Regions from separate parts of the Mus musculus genome. Here all the other regions are linked to region 3. The links are chromatin contacts, called in public Hi-C and HiChIP or PLAC-seq maps. All regions are on one chromosome and are shown on one strand. The core of a region is the stretch at or near the end of the contact, and the rest is flanking DNA. Distances in the headings are between cores, read along the strand shown. Region 1 overlaps Hmga2 (high mobility group AT-hook 2). Region 2 has its middle 55 kb from the start of 1700006J14Rik. Region 3 overlaps Gm35062 (a long non-coding RNA gene).

Region 1 (3,674 bases), core at 232-2,731, 290 kb before region 3:
ACATTATCCTAAGACAGTCTACATTTCAAGGCTTGTGAAAGCTGTGACCCAGTCAAGCCAAGGAACCATCTAGCTAAAAACCAGCAGAGCTGAGGTCCAACTTGAAGTCCTTGAATGGATTTCAAACCCAATATTTCCCTGCCCGTCCCCCTCCCCGGAATTTTAGCCTATTCTGCCAAGTACTCTGTGAGGGCTGGCTGCCTGTCAACCGCACCATGTTGGCTCATTTTTCTAACATCCACGTGAATGACTGTAATTCTATAGATTGTTTCCTTGGGTGGCTGAAGAGCTGATAAACACAATGAAGAATCCCAAGGAACAGAGCCACAGAGAAGAACCCCACATCCTGGCCACTGACGTCATCCTGCACACATACCAATGAGACGAGTTTTGGACACACTGAGAACAATGTCTGAGAGCTCTGTTCTTTGTTGAAACCTACTCGGCTTCCAGGGAACATTCTTTCCTTCATTTGCTTATTCATTCGTTTATTCAAATGTAACACAGATGAGGTCACAGGGTTGGGTCTATTTTTTTTTTTCTGTGTTGAAAAGTTTTAAATTAATGTTCTTTGCAGAAAACTAATTCCTGAATATAGAAATGCACCAATTTCACTTTGATGTTAATTTTTTAAAAAGCTCATTTAGCTTACGAACACAAATAAAAATAATTTAAATATCCGTCACTTGCCTTTAGAATCGTCTGTGGAGGGTGTCGAGGAAAAGAACAGAGGGGTGTTCAGGGCTTTAACAATGATCAGAAGAGAAGAGAGCTTACTGAGTGACTAGATCAGGAATCAGCATTGCAAGCCTGCTCATGAGAGCTCCTAAATGTGTATATACGTACACATACATGTATGTAGTGTATGCGCATATATATGTGATCATATACACAATATATTTGTATGTGTATAGATACAAATATACACGTGTGTGTTGTGTATCTATGCATACATACACCTATGTGCATGGGTGTGTATATGTGTGTATACATGGGTGTCTGTGTATTGTATGTCCATGTGTGTGCTGTAGCCCACAGAACATAGTCTTTAGTAACAAGATAGCACTGCAGTTGCCTCATTCCCCTTTGGTCACGATCGTAAAATAATTTGAAGCATGAAATTGTTAATAAGCATACAGCAACACATAGTGAATCCCAAACCTTTACCATCCTCTGTGTCACTGTTTTCTCAAAGATGCCCTGGGTCTGTGTGTGTGGAGAAATGTGGGGATTCTTTATCATGTAAGAGACCTCACCCTCACAAATGTGACAGAGGAAACCAGGCGAGAAGCTAAACAGAGTTCCATTTGCTGTTGATGGCAATTCAGATGAACCAGTGCTCTTTGGAGTCTTGTCTTTGGGAAGAGCCAGTGTTAGCTGTCATTATTTAGCATGGAGTTGGCCATGCTTAGATAATAGGAGAATCAGATGCAGAGCTTAGTGTGACTGTGACCCAGCCTGTCTCCTGTGTTCTCATCGTGCTGTCACTGCCCAACTTCCCTTGGACCTCTGCCAAGTGGAGTGCCAGCAGAGAAGCCACTCTGACCAGGTCGTGGAAGCTAGCTGCTCCATCACCTGCTTCGGGGAAGGCTGGAAGTCTAGAGAGGTTCTCAGGAGCCCGATTCTCAGAACAACCAGCCCCATTATTAAACCATTCTTTAATCTAAAAGCTAACTTTAATGTCAAGTGTAGATTTGGTACATTTGTTAGTCCAGCTTTTGAATATCTACTTTCTGTGACAAGACCCGGATCGTCCCTGCATCCAACTGTGGGGCCCGGAGGCATTTTCAGTAACTTTAGTTGGCCTTGAATGCTATAATTATCAAATATCCCAAGTGTGTTGGGTGTACAGAGGGTTGTTCTAAAATGAAGGGTTCGAGGGGGTTGGGGAGGGGGATGAATTCAATCAAACTGCTTCATGCACATAAGAAAAGTTATAACAACCCCATTCTGTATTTTAGCGCACATTACTGAAAAGAGTGAAATGCTGATGAGTTGTGTGTCAGGACACAGCACTGTGTCTTAACGTCCTAGGACTGGCCATTCCTGAAGTCTGTAGGGGCTCCACTGAGGAAGAGAATAGGGGTCTAGAGAAAATTACCAAGCAGTTCCCCCTGCTGCTGACATTCAGTGACTTGTCACTGCTACGCCTAGTCTGTATTTCAGAAACTTGAGCATTGAATTCGGAGCTTCCAAATTTAATGAACCCAGAGAACAGCGGCTCCGCAGCCTTCATCTTTAACAAAAGGGAAAGCTGTGGAAAAAGGAGTCTCTAGACACCAAGGAGGCCAGGTGAGGCGAGTGTGTTTACTGATATAGCTCCCCTAGCCTCCTCCTGTGATCTCTTTCCATTTCCCTGTCTCTTCTTCCTTTCTGCCCATTCTCACATATCCTCTACTCTCTGCTGTAACTTTAATTTACCCTTTTCTTTGTCCTACTGAGTGTGGATAGACTTCACCATCAATGCCCAAAATGCAACATGTACAGTCTCCAACCAAAGGACCTCAGTGGGCTACAGAGGAGTCACACGGCGAGTCTAGGGAATGTGAACTCATGAGAAGGGTTGAGGCTTTCCGGCCCAACGCTGAGTGATCGCATGTTCTACCACAGATGTGGAGGCTAACGTCTTGGACCTACCATAGGGTATACCGCTGTGCTGAATGGACTTGCACACAATTCTGTCTCTGAGTCTCTGCTCATGGATGCTGTACTTCAGTATGACGTCTATGTGGACAAAGCAGAGGCATGACTTCATGCTAGAAGCACAGTGATTTGGTTAATTGGGTCAAGGAGCCCCATTTTTATGTCATTACCTTCACCCCTCTCCCTCTTCCACTACCCCCCTTCTCTTCCTTCCTTTTCTAAAGTTTTTCCCTCACATGAGAATTTGTCACTCTTAGCCTAAAAAGGGATGTGAGAAAATTTGAATTTGTCTTGCCTGTGAAGGCAAAATTCAAAAGATGCCTGTAGAAAGATTAAACAGAAAACTAGGGACGCTAAATATTCTGCATAAGAGGAACACATCTGAGATTGGAAAAAAAAAAATCAATCCATAGTTTAAATTTCCTGCCTGTGGGGCACAGCACACCTTACACCCTCTTAAATGCCACAGGTAATATAATTTATATTAAATGGGGCAGGTCCCAGCAGAAATTTGTACTGGCGCCAGGCAAAACAATTACTTTGATGTGAGCTTTGGAAAGTATTGTGGCTTATACAGGTATGGGATTAATGTGCAGACAAACAGAAGGCTTGAATGTACATTTTGGAGTTAAAATGATTTAGTTACTAACACGATTACTAAGGGTAGTACACCAACAAATTAAAGTTAACCTCCTTTATTCACTTTTAAAAATTAGATCAACAGTTTAAAAGTAAGAAAACCTCTAGGAGTTTGTAAAGCTACAGCTCCCTAGAAAGGAAGCAAAGCCAGCAAATGTGTCTAGAGAGAAACCTTTCAGAGCTGATGGCAGGATATGTGTTGTAAAGGCAATTACAGTGGAATTCAGGTGGGGCTGCAGTATATCAAGATTAGCTCTGTAACAAAAAGACTCTTGCTAGAGTTTGATCTTGTTGCCGGAAGTCCTCCATCTGCGTAAGGAGTTGTGTTTCAGAAGTTAGGTCCTTTGTAAATTGGCTATTTGGAAAACAGAATAAACTCCTATTGAAATTAT
Region 2 (4,020 bases), core at 453-2,952, 390 kb before region 3:
CATATTGATAGCTGTGCAGCAACAAGAGAGAAAACAAACAAACAAACAACATTGAGAAGCTGCCATTTTAAGGACCAGGGTGGAAGTATCTGCATGTATGTGTGTCTGCTGGCCATCTGTTGTCACAAGATGCCATCTGAAAGCAGGAGGACTGCTGGGTATCATTCTCATGTGCCCAGAGGAGAAAGCTAATGGTTTTGTGAGCTCATAGAATTGTCTGTCTGCTGGCATTTCTGCCAACGTGTTAACTGGCAATATCCCACCATGGGATCCCTCATCGGTTGGTGTTCACAATGGTGGTTTACGATATAAGCAGCTCATAGCACCCTTACCGAAGTGAAAGTCGGGTGCACATGACAACCCAGGACTCTATTTCTCTGAGTGTAATATATTTCTGATTCTTTCAATGAGTACGTTGTAAGAAAATACCCAGCGTGATGTTTGTGCTGCCCAGGGCTCCTCAGAATTTGAAATCTCCCAGTGTGCATATTGAGTTTCCTCTTTTCTGTCAACAAGGGGGATAGTTCTTCGAGTCAGCTCTCCCACAGTCTCTACCAGTAAATATTTCCAGTGGTGAATGGTTCCAGCAGTGTTTTAGGGTTTTACTGCTGTGAACAGACACCATGTCCAAGGCAACTCTTATAAGGAGAGCATTTAATTGGGGCTGGCTTACAGGTTCAGAGGTTCCGTTCATTATCATCAAGGCATGGCATGGCAGCATCCAGGCAGGCATGGTGCAGGAGGAGCTGAGAGTTCAACATCTTGTTCTGAAGTCAAACAGGAGAAGATGGGCTTCCAGGCAGCTAGGATGAGGGTCCAAATTATTTATTTATTTATGTGAGTACACTGTTGCTGTCATCAGACACACCAGAAGAGGGTATCTCATCTCATTACAGATAGTTGTGAGTCACCACGTGGTTACTGGATATTGAACTCAGGACCTCTGGAAGAGCAGTTGGTGCTCTTAACTGCTGAGCCATCTCTCCAGCCCTAGGATGAGGGTCTTAAAGCCCACACTCACAGTGACACACTTCCTTCAAAAAGGTCTCACCCACGCCAACAAGGCCACACCTCCAAATAGTGCCACACACTCCCTGGGCCAAGCATATTCAAACCACCACAAGCATGGCCCATCATTTCTTGTATTTTGCCACAGTGATTTTTTTTCTTACCGTCCAATCCTATCTGTTTAGAATAGTTCTTATACAATCTGTGAAACATCTGGTTGTCACTCTTCCTGGATTTATCTTGCAGCCAAGCGGTTGGACCATCTGCAAGTCTTACCTTCTTTTAAATCACTTAAAATCTTTCTGATGTCTACCAGTTTTCACGCACAACTCACAGTATATTAGCTGCTGCTCTCTTGTGGCTCTCTGTGTGTGATAAGAAGAGCGCTCTAATAGTTCCCTGTCTTGGAGTTTTTTGCTGACCTTTACTTCTTACTCAGAGATAGATGTTCGCTTCCCAAGTTTTTTTTTTTTTTTTTTTGGTCATCCTCCCCATTCAGTATCATGTCTTCTTCTGCAATGGTTTTGTTTTATTTTTTGCTTTTATTCGTGAGGCAGGGCCTTACTATGCACATTAGACTGGCCTGGAACTCACAGACACCCTCTGCCTTTTCTCTGTTGGGATTAAAGTGTGTACCACAATGCTCCCTTTAGCTTTAAATTTTTTTTTTAGGAGCAGTGTATCTCAGGGTTATGTGTTAGTGACTCACAGACAGGCTGCATTCTTTGCTGGGTTTGCAAAGTATAATTGCAGAATGGGTGAGGGTAATTCATTTGACATATGTAATAATGGTTTAAATTTGCACTGTTTGAAGTCTTTAGTGAATGCAAACAGCTGCTCAATGTGTGTGTGTGTGTGTGTGTGTGTGTGTGTGTGTGTGTAAATGATCATGTTTTGTGTGAAAATGACTTAGGCAAATAAATTTTTCTTTAAAAGTTACAGAATGCTCATTCTTCAATGGGCTTCTGTTGTCTGAAACTTACAACTTGAAACCTATGATGTCAGTCAAAGGCATTAAAGAAGTAATTTTCCAGCAACAAGGTATGAGTGATAAGGTGTCCTTTTCTTTAAGACTCATCTGCATCCCAGAGGTAGAACTCTCCCAAACTAGGGCTTTCTGGGAGTGAGTCAGAGTCGGTCTGCCTCTTCCTTCTGTGCTCATGATTCAGAGCCTCGTGAGTCAGTGGCCACCTCGTAATGAGGACACTCAAGGTCACCTTGGGGACAGTGTTCCGAGTCTGACTTGAATTTGGAGGAACTGACTTGTTCAGTGTCAGAGGGGGCCATGCCTCCCAGCTCTGGTACCCCGCCTGAAGCTCATCAGCCCTCCCATGCATGCCCTTTCCTTTGCATAACAGGTTTCTAGGCACTTTCATCCATCAATGTTAAAAGTGTCTTTCCTGATGGATTACTCATTTATACATTTGAATTAAGATTTTTTTTCATTACCCAGTTCTATCACAGCTGGCATAATGAGCAATGTCAAGTTCTAAAACTATATTGTGACAACACTTTAACTTGTTATGCTTTGCCTGTGGATGTAATTAAGGCAGCGTGTTTGGTATCAGTTTATTCTTAAAAAGCAAAGTAGAAGCAGATGAGATGTATTTATAGACTCATCAAACAATGAATGGATGAAAGCAGAAAAGCAATGAATGGGGAGATGTCAGCCAGGATGGAGGAGGGACCCACTGCCAATCTCATTTCCAGACCAACTATTTGGAATTTATTCCAAAGACAGCTGTCCCTTGATTTACAGTAGGGAGAAAATGACATTTGTAAGACTATCGTACCATACTTCAATAAACTTCTACAGTTGGGGTGGGGGCTAGCTTCAGTTTCTGTGGTCAGAACCCCACCTGGAGGAAGCCAGGAAAAAAAAAATCTGGGGAACGAAGGAAAATCCTTAGGAAACACAGGAGGGTTGCAATGTGGTTCTAGCCCCCGAGAGCTATTCTGATTTGTAGCCAAAGCTACATGAGGGTGGGGGAGGGGAGTGGGTCATGGTGCAGAAAATGGACGGGAGAAGAGGATAGTGCAGAAGACAAAACCAGAGTATAAACCCCAGGGAATTCTGTTTTCGGAGCAGACAAAGAAGAAACATGGACTGCAGAGCTTGAGGCGCACAGATCCGTCTCTCTGTTTCCTTGTGAACTGGGCAAGCCTGTTCCCTTGATTGTGAAATGAAACACAAAAGCTGTCAAAAACTCCCAGGCATGTGTCTAACATTAGTCACAGGTGAGGCCGAGCCAATCTGCACTGTATTGAGCACAGTCGAGGGGCGGCTTGGGTGGAGGACATACAGTCAAGCCGGGGGTGGGGGCCCTGTTTTTTAACCCTCCATATCTCACAGTCTGTGGGAAAATGGCTTGGGTATAATGTAAGTCCTGTGTTATCTGGGGTGAGTGGCAGTTATGGGGCCTCACCAGGAATGTTCACGAGTGACTTTTAGAAGACATGCCAATTCTGATTATATATATATATATATATATATATATATATATATATATATATATATATATATATATGGATGCTTTTATTGATATATTTTCATCAACTAGAAAAGGAATATATATATTGCATATAATTATATATATAATATATATATTCCTTTTCTAGATGATGAAAATATATCAATAAAAGCATCCAGGAAGCATGAACTGCAGGAGATTTAGAAGGGGATTTCTTTAGCTTGTTGTGGGCACTGGTGTCCAGTGTATTCTGGTGTCCAGTGTATTCTGGTGTCCAGTGTATTCTGGTGTTCCCTACCCCCCACAGAGTTTCCTTTCTCTGTGTATCTTCCACGTCTCTTTTTCCCTCCTCTGTCTAGCTATATTTTATTGATGAATGTAAGTACTGCTTCTTGGCATAACTCTTTAAAGAGAGAGGGAGGGCTATGGCCTTTACACAGAACAGGAGGAAAAAAAAGAGGAAGGTAGGGAGGGCTGGGTGGGGGTGAGGGGGGCAATCCATCCCACTCACATTTTGGTTCAACCATTCAATCAGACCAAC
Region 3 (4,139 bases), core at 1,456-3,955:
GATCTTCGTGACCATTTGACTGGTGGTAGAAATGACTGTGGGGTCGCTCACTGATATCTCAGCATCTTTCATGAGTCCTGCCTGCTCTGTGAATATGTGTTTATATATCACAGAGAGCAGCCATGCTCGGGAAGATAGCCTCAGTGCCTTCTGTTTGCTTGGCTGTGCTTCCAGGGCATTGGGAAGCATGACTAAGCAGGGGCTTCTGAAAAAAATGACCTGGAACTGGTCAGAGACACCTGGTAAACTAAAGCTTCCTGCCCTTGGGAGCTCAGACACATGACGTTCCTGGGGACACTGCTTTTGCTTACTATTCACCAGTGGGAAGAGCTTTGTCAGGAGAAAGGCAAGTCCTTTGTCTTCTAGAAGTCACATCTTTTTTTTTTTTTTAAATAGGGACTGAGCTAGGGAGGGAAAACTGGCCCTGTGTTTCCTATGCACGAGTCCCATATGTGAGCTTTCATTTAAAGGTCTGAGTTCAAGGAGTGGGTTATAGCCCTAGAAATAAGAGGTACATTTTCCTACAGCAATATGATTTTCAAGAAATGTATCATCTCGTACCTAATAGATTGCTTTTATCAATAAAGCCTACTTGAGGTATGTGTTAAAATTGTGATGGATAATTCAATTTTTTTTTTATTTTGGGGGGGAGGAGAGTGTGGAGCTAGAATTAAACCCAGCACATTGGCAAGCCAGGCAAGTTCTCTACCATTGAGCCACACTGCCAAGTCCCCTGAAAGTGATTTTTAATATCGTCTGCCTCAAGGCGACTGACAACACGATCCCCTTTGGTGTTTTGTGTAGGCAAATTCGTTTTCTGTGTAGACAGACATATAGACTTTACCTGAGCCCAGGGAACGCTGGGATATGAGGAAATGCAGAGTCTGCTTGCTAATGAACAAGGACAGTGGGTAGCATTCCCAGCATTTTAGGGGACAGCAGAGAGAACAGCTTAAAAATTAAACACCTTCATTTCTACCTTAGATTTACACTACCAACCCTCTTGCTTTCCTCTGCTTTCTCCTGTTCCTCCTCCACCTCTCCCTTCTCCATCTCTTCCTCCTCCCTGTTCTTCTTCTCCATTTCTCTGTAGTTATTCCTTTGAGATCTGCCCAGGTCCTCCTTTCTCATCCATGGTTCACATCCCATCACCTAACACTGCTCACAATCATCCGGGGAGACACACTTTCACTTACACACTTTTCAAACAGGAAGTTAAGAAAGCACAATGGAACCGAGGCTGAGCTGAGCTATTGTCCTGGAAAAAGATCTCATTACAATGATATGAAAGGGTTTTGTTTTTTGGGGTTTTGGTTTTTTTGGGGGGCTGTAAAACAGGAGGCATATTTATGCCCTCCTAAAGATGAATAGACTTATTTATAGGTAGGCAGACATTCCATATGATAAGCTAAAATTAATCATGCTGCTGAAGAGGTTGGAGTCCAAATTAAATATAGAAGGGCAGCCCGGCTCTTCCTCTGGTGTGCTTTAATGAAGACTACAGAGGCCGGAGAAATATTTATATTCTTTCATTCATATTTTCGGAATTGCCTCATGTCTCAGTCCAGACACACCCCACACCCCCATCCACACACACAATCTCTCATTTAAGGGAAGGAACTTCAAAATGAACGTGGATATTCTCAACTCAGTGTATCTTGAAGAAGAAGAAGAGGAGAAGAGGAGGAGGTAGAGGAAAGGAAGAAAGGAAAAGAGAGGGGTGAGAGAGGGGGGGTATTAGTGGGACTGCTCTTTTTAAAAACAGCAGCTCCCTTAAAACCAGATGACTTCCGTGGGTGATACACATGGGGTTCACCTACCAGTACTTTGTACAGCACATGATGTCTTAGGGGGAGTGAGTGAGTGAGAGAGAGACTTGGACCAGTACTTAGACTGTCTTTAGGTGACTGCCATAGGTTTCCCCAGTGAGCGCCATAGATAAGGGTTCTTTCCCAAGCTGCCTAACTGCCTGTGGTTGACAAAAGTCCCTGTCAAGCACTTGGGGTAATGTAGTTAAAGATGGATGCTAGTGGTGAGGGAAGACTCTTTAAGCCAAATGTCTTGCTGCCTTCTCCTGATGAAGTTCAAGGGTAGAGATGACCTGTCTTCCTATGTTTCCTATTAACAGTAGGACTAGAGACCTCAGCTGAACTGCAGAATCGAGGGTCAGGAAGAGACTCCTAATTATTCTGGTCTTGAGTCAGGCTTAAATGATATCTCTTCCATTCTGGCTCCACATCCAGATTCTCTCTGCAGAGTCACATAGCTGGATCATGGCACCCCAAGTGAGAAAATAACATCTTCAGACAGTGGGAGATAAGGAGGCAGAGGAGTGTCCCAGGCCTGGGCGGGGGGCGGGGGAGGGGCGTGCATGTTGATATCACTGAGTTATGAACTATTTCCTTTTAATCCGGTTTCAAAAGATGACTTCCTCCATATGTGATTAATTCTGCCTATAACTACAAGGAACTGCATATTTTAGAGCCGGAGTGTCATCAGTACGAATGTTTAAACAATCTCTGTGGTCTCTTTCCCACACACTGATTTAACATGTATATAAAAAGGCTTTCGGAATGAGCGTTTCACATTTGCTTCTCGAACTTCACCGTCTGTTTTCAGTAAATCGTGAAGATGAAACTCTCCCCATTCATGCCTGGAGCGCTGGCCAATTGCAACTGCGGAATGCGCATTCAGGACCTCTCACGAATGCGGTTCCCTTCTCGCGAACCCAGCCCGCCCAGCCTGCCGCCTGTTCTTTCCCCAACGAAATCAACAAGACCGCAGCGGAAAGGTTTCATGGTCAAGAAGGCTGACCTAGTCTCCTAATGAATGTGAGAACAGTAGGGGCCACATAGGTTCAAGTCCTCCCTCCCTCCTACATTTGCATCTGTCCCCACCCTGTAATGGCCCCAGTTCACATTTTACTGCTGTATTGGGAGCAGAATCTCTTTTCAGTTTAAAGTGTCCCAGGTTGAACTGAGATCTGTATGAGACTGTCTACTGTCACATCCAACTGAGGTCTCTACTGTTCGGTTGCTTTATGTAGGAGAAGGGGGTGGTTTGGTTTGGTCTGGTCTGGCTTTTTGTTTGTTGTCTGTTTTTGTTTGTTTTGCTTTTTGTTTTTTGTTAGTTTGTTTTTTTGTAATTGTTGTTGTCTTTTTTCAAGACAGGGTTTCTCTGTGTAGCCTTGGCTGTCCTGAAACTCACTCTGGAGACTGGCCTCCAACTCACCGAGATCCACCTGTTTCTGACTCCCAAGTGCTGGGCTTAAAGGTGTGTACTGTTGCTACCACCCTCTCAACCTGTGTTTTCTGGCTCTCACCTTGTTTTTTTTTTCTGGGTGTAGCAGCAATTGGTGCTGGAATTCGAATCCCAGCATCTCCTTTCAAGCGGGCGAAACCGTCAGAAACCAATCTCAGAGTTAACAAAGTTAGCTAACAAAGACAAGACCTCTGCAAAACGGAAGACCACAACGTCCCCATCCCGGACGTCATCTGCTGCCCTTCTTGACCTGACTCAGGAGATAAACGCCCATTCTCCAGGGCGGGCAAGTAAAGTCATTAGAGCATAGACAGTGGGAGAGAGTGGCTCCTCTCCCTGATAAGATGGAAACAGAGAACCAAAGACCCTTGAAGAAGGGAGGAGAGGTGGCAGAGGTGGAGACTGCAGGCAGAGGCAGTTTACAAGGGCAGAGGCAAAATGGAGTCTTTTGTTTGGAATTTCAAAACAGCCAAGACAGAGCATTAAGGCAAGTCAAGGGTTTTTTTGTTTTTGTTTTTGTTTTTTTTTCTGAGCAGGAAGGCTAGTGTGAGGTGCCACAAGGACTGTGTTCAGACAGCAGGCCCTCCTCAGAAGAGATAAATTGTTGATGTGCCTAGCAAATATTCTCTGAAAGGTTCCCCAACCTCAGACGGTACCACCAGTATTCAGGGCAGAACTACGGGCTTCCCAGTGTACCCAGAGACTGAAGAGCACAGCCCCCCTCCCAGTTGTCTGTTTTCATTACAATTAAACATTCTACATTCTGGGAAAGAGAGAGTCCGCAAGCAGGAGGTAAATATTTTTGCCATCTTTGAAAAAAGGATGAAGGCTGAGAGTCACAAAATTACATTGATTTAAAGAAGTAGGGGAAATTGATA

The links. Hi-C and Micro-C count contacts between places; a contact is called where the count stands out from the background. HiChIP or PLAC-seq counts read pairs in DNA pulled down with a chosen protein or histone mark.
Region 1: an H3K4me3 HiChIP or PLAC-seq map of bone marrow-derived macrophages shows a contact between it and region 3, with 3 times the contacts expected there. The contact joins two enhancer-like sites. A contact is called at or near these places in 1 of 484 Hi-C or Micro-C datasets (embryonic fibroblasts), 8 of 115 datasets of contacts at active chromatin or transcription factors (acute myeloid leukemia, bone marrow-derived macrophages, embryonic basal ganglia and 4 more) and 1 of 9 other capture datasets (embryonic stem cells).
Region 2: a Hi-C map of bone marrow-derived macrophages shows a contact between it and region 3, with 22 read pairs. The contact joins two enhancer-like sites. A contact is called at or near these places in 5 of 15 datasets of contacts at CTCF or cohesin (the NIH/3T3 cell line, embryonic stem cells, liver and 1 more), 77 of 484 Hi-C or Micro-C datasets (the AML12 cell line, B cells, the C2C12 cell line and 35 more), 8 of 115 datasets of contacts at active chromatin or transcription factors (acute myeloid leukemia, astrocytes, bone marrow-derived macrophages and 4 more) and 1 of 9 other capture datasets (embryonic stem cells).

The regions. Positions count from the first base shown.
Region 1 is chr10:120,401,685-120,405,358 of GRCm38.p6, forward strand. All of the region lies in intron 3 of Hmga2 (high mobility group AT-hook 2), which reads right to left. Among named protein-coding and RNA genes, the nearest start is that of 9230105E05Rik, 14 kb to the left of the region's middle. Within about 2 kb of position 1,482, at least 28 of the 459 cell types and tissues checked have an H3K27ac peak or open chromatin away from gene starts, as enhancers often do. A contact at or near this core is called in bone marrow-derived macrophages and embryonic fibroblasts, where this site is marked.
Region 2 is chr10:120,306,724-120,310,743 of GRCm38.p6, forward strand. No RefSeq gene overlaps it. Among named protein-coding and RNA genes, the nearest start is that of 1700006J14Rik, 55 kb to the right of the region's middle. Within about 2 kb of position 1,703, at least 47 of the 459 cell types and tissues checked have an H3K27ac peak or open chromatin away from gene starts, as enhancers often do. A contact at or near this core is called in the NIH/3T3 cell line and bone marrow-derived macrophages, where this site is marked.
Region 3 is chr10:120,691,981-120,696,119 of GRCm38.p6, forward strand. It overlaps Gm35062 (a long non-coding RNA gene), which reads left to right. Exons shown (of 3, transcript XR_872122.1): 2 at 2,620-2,831; 3 at 3,171-3,199. Among named protein-coding and RNA genes, the nearest start is that of Gm35062, 5.6 kb to the left of the region's middle. Within about 2 kb of position 2,706, at least 25 of the 459 cell types and tissues checked have an H3K27ac peak or open chromatin away from gene starts, as enhancers often do. A contact at or near this core is called in the NIH/3T3 cell line, bone marrow-derived macrophages and embryonic fibroblasts, where this site is marked.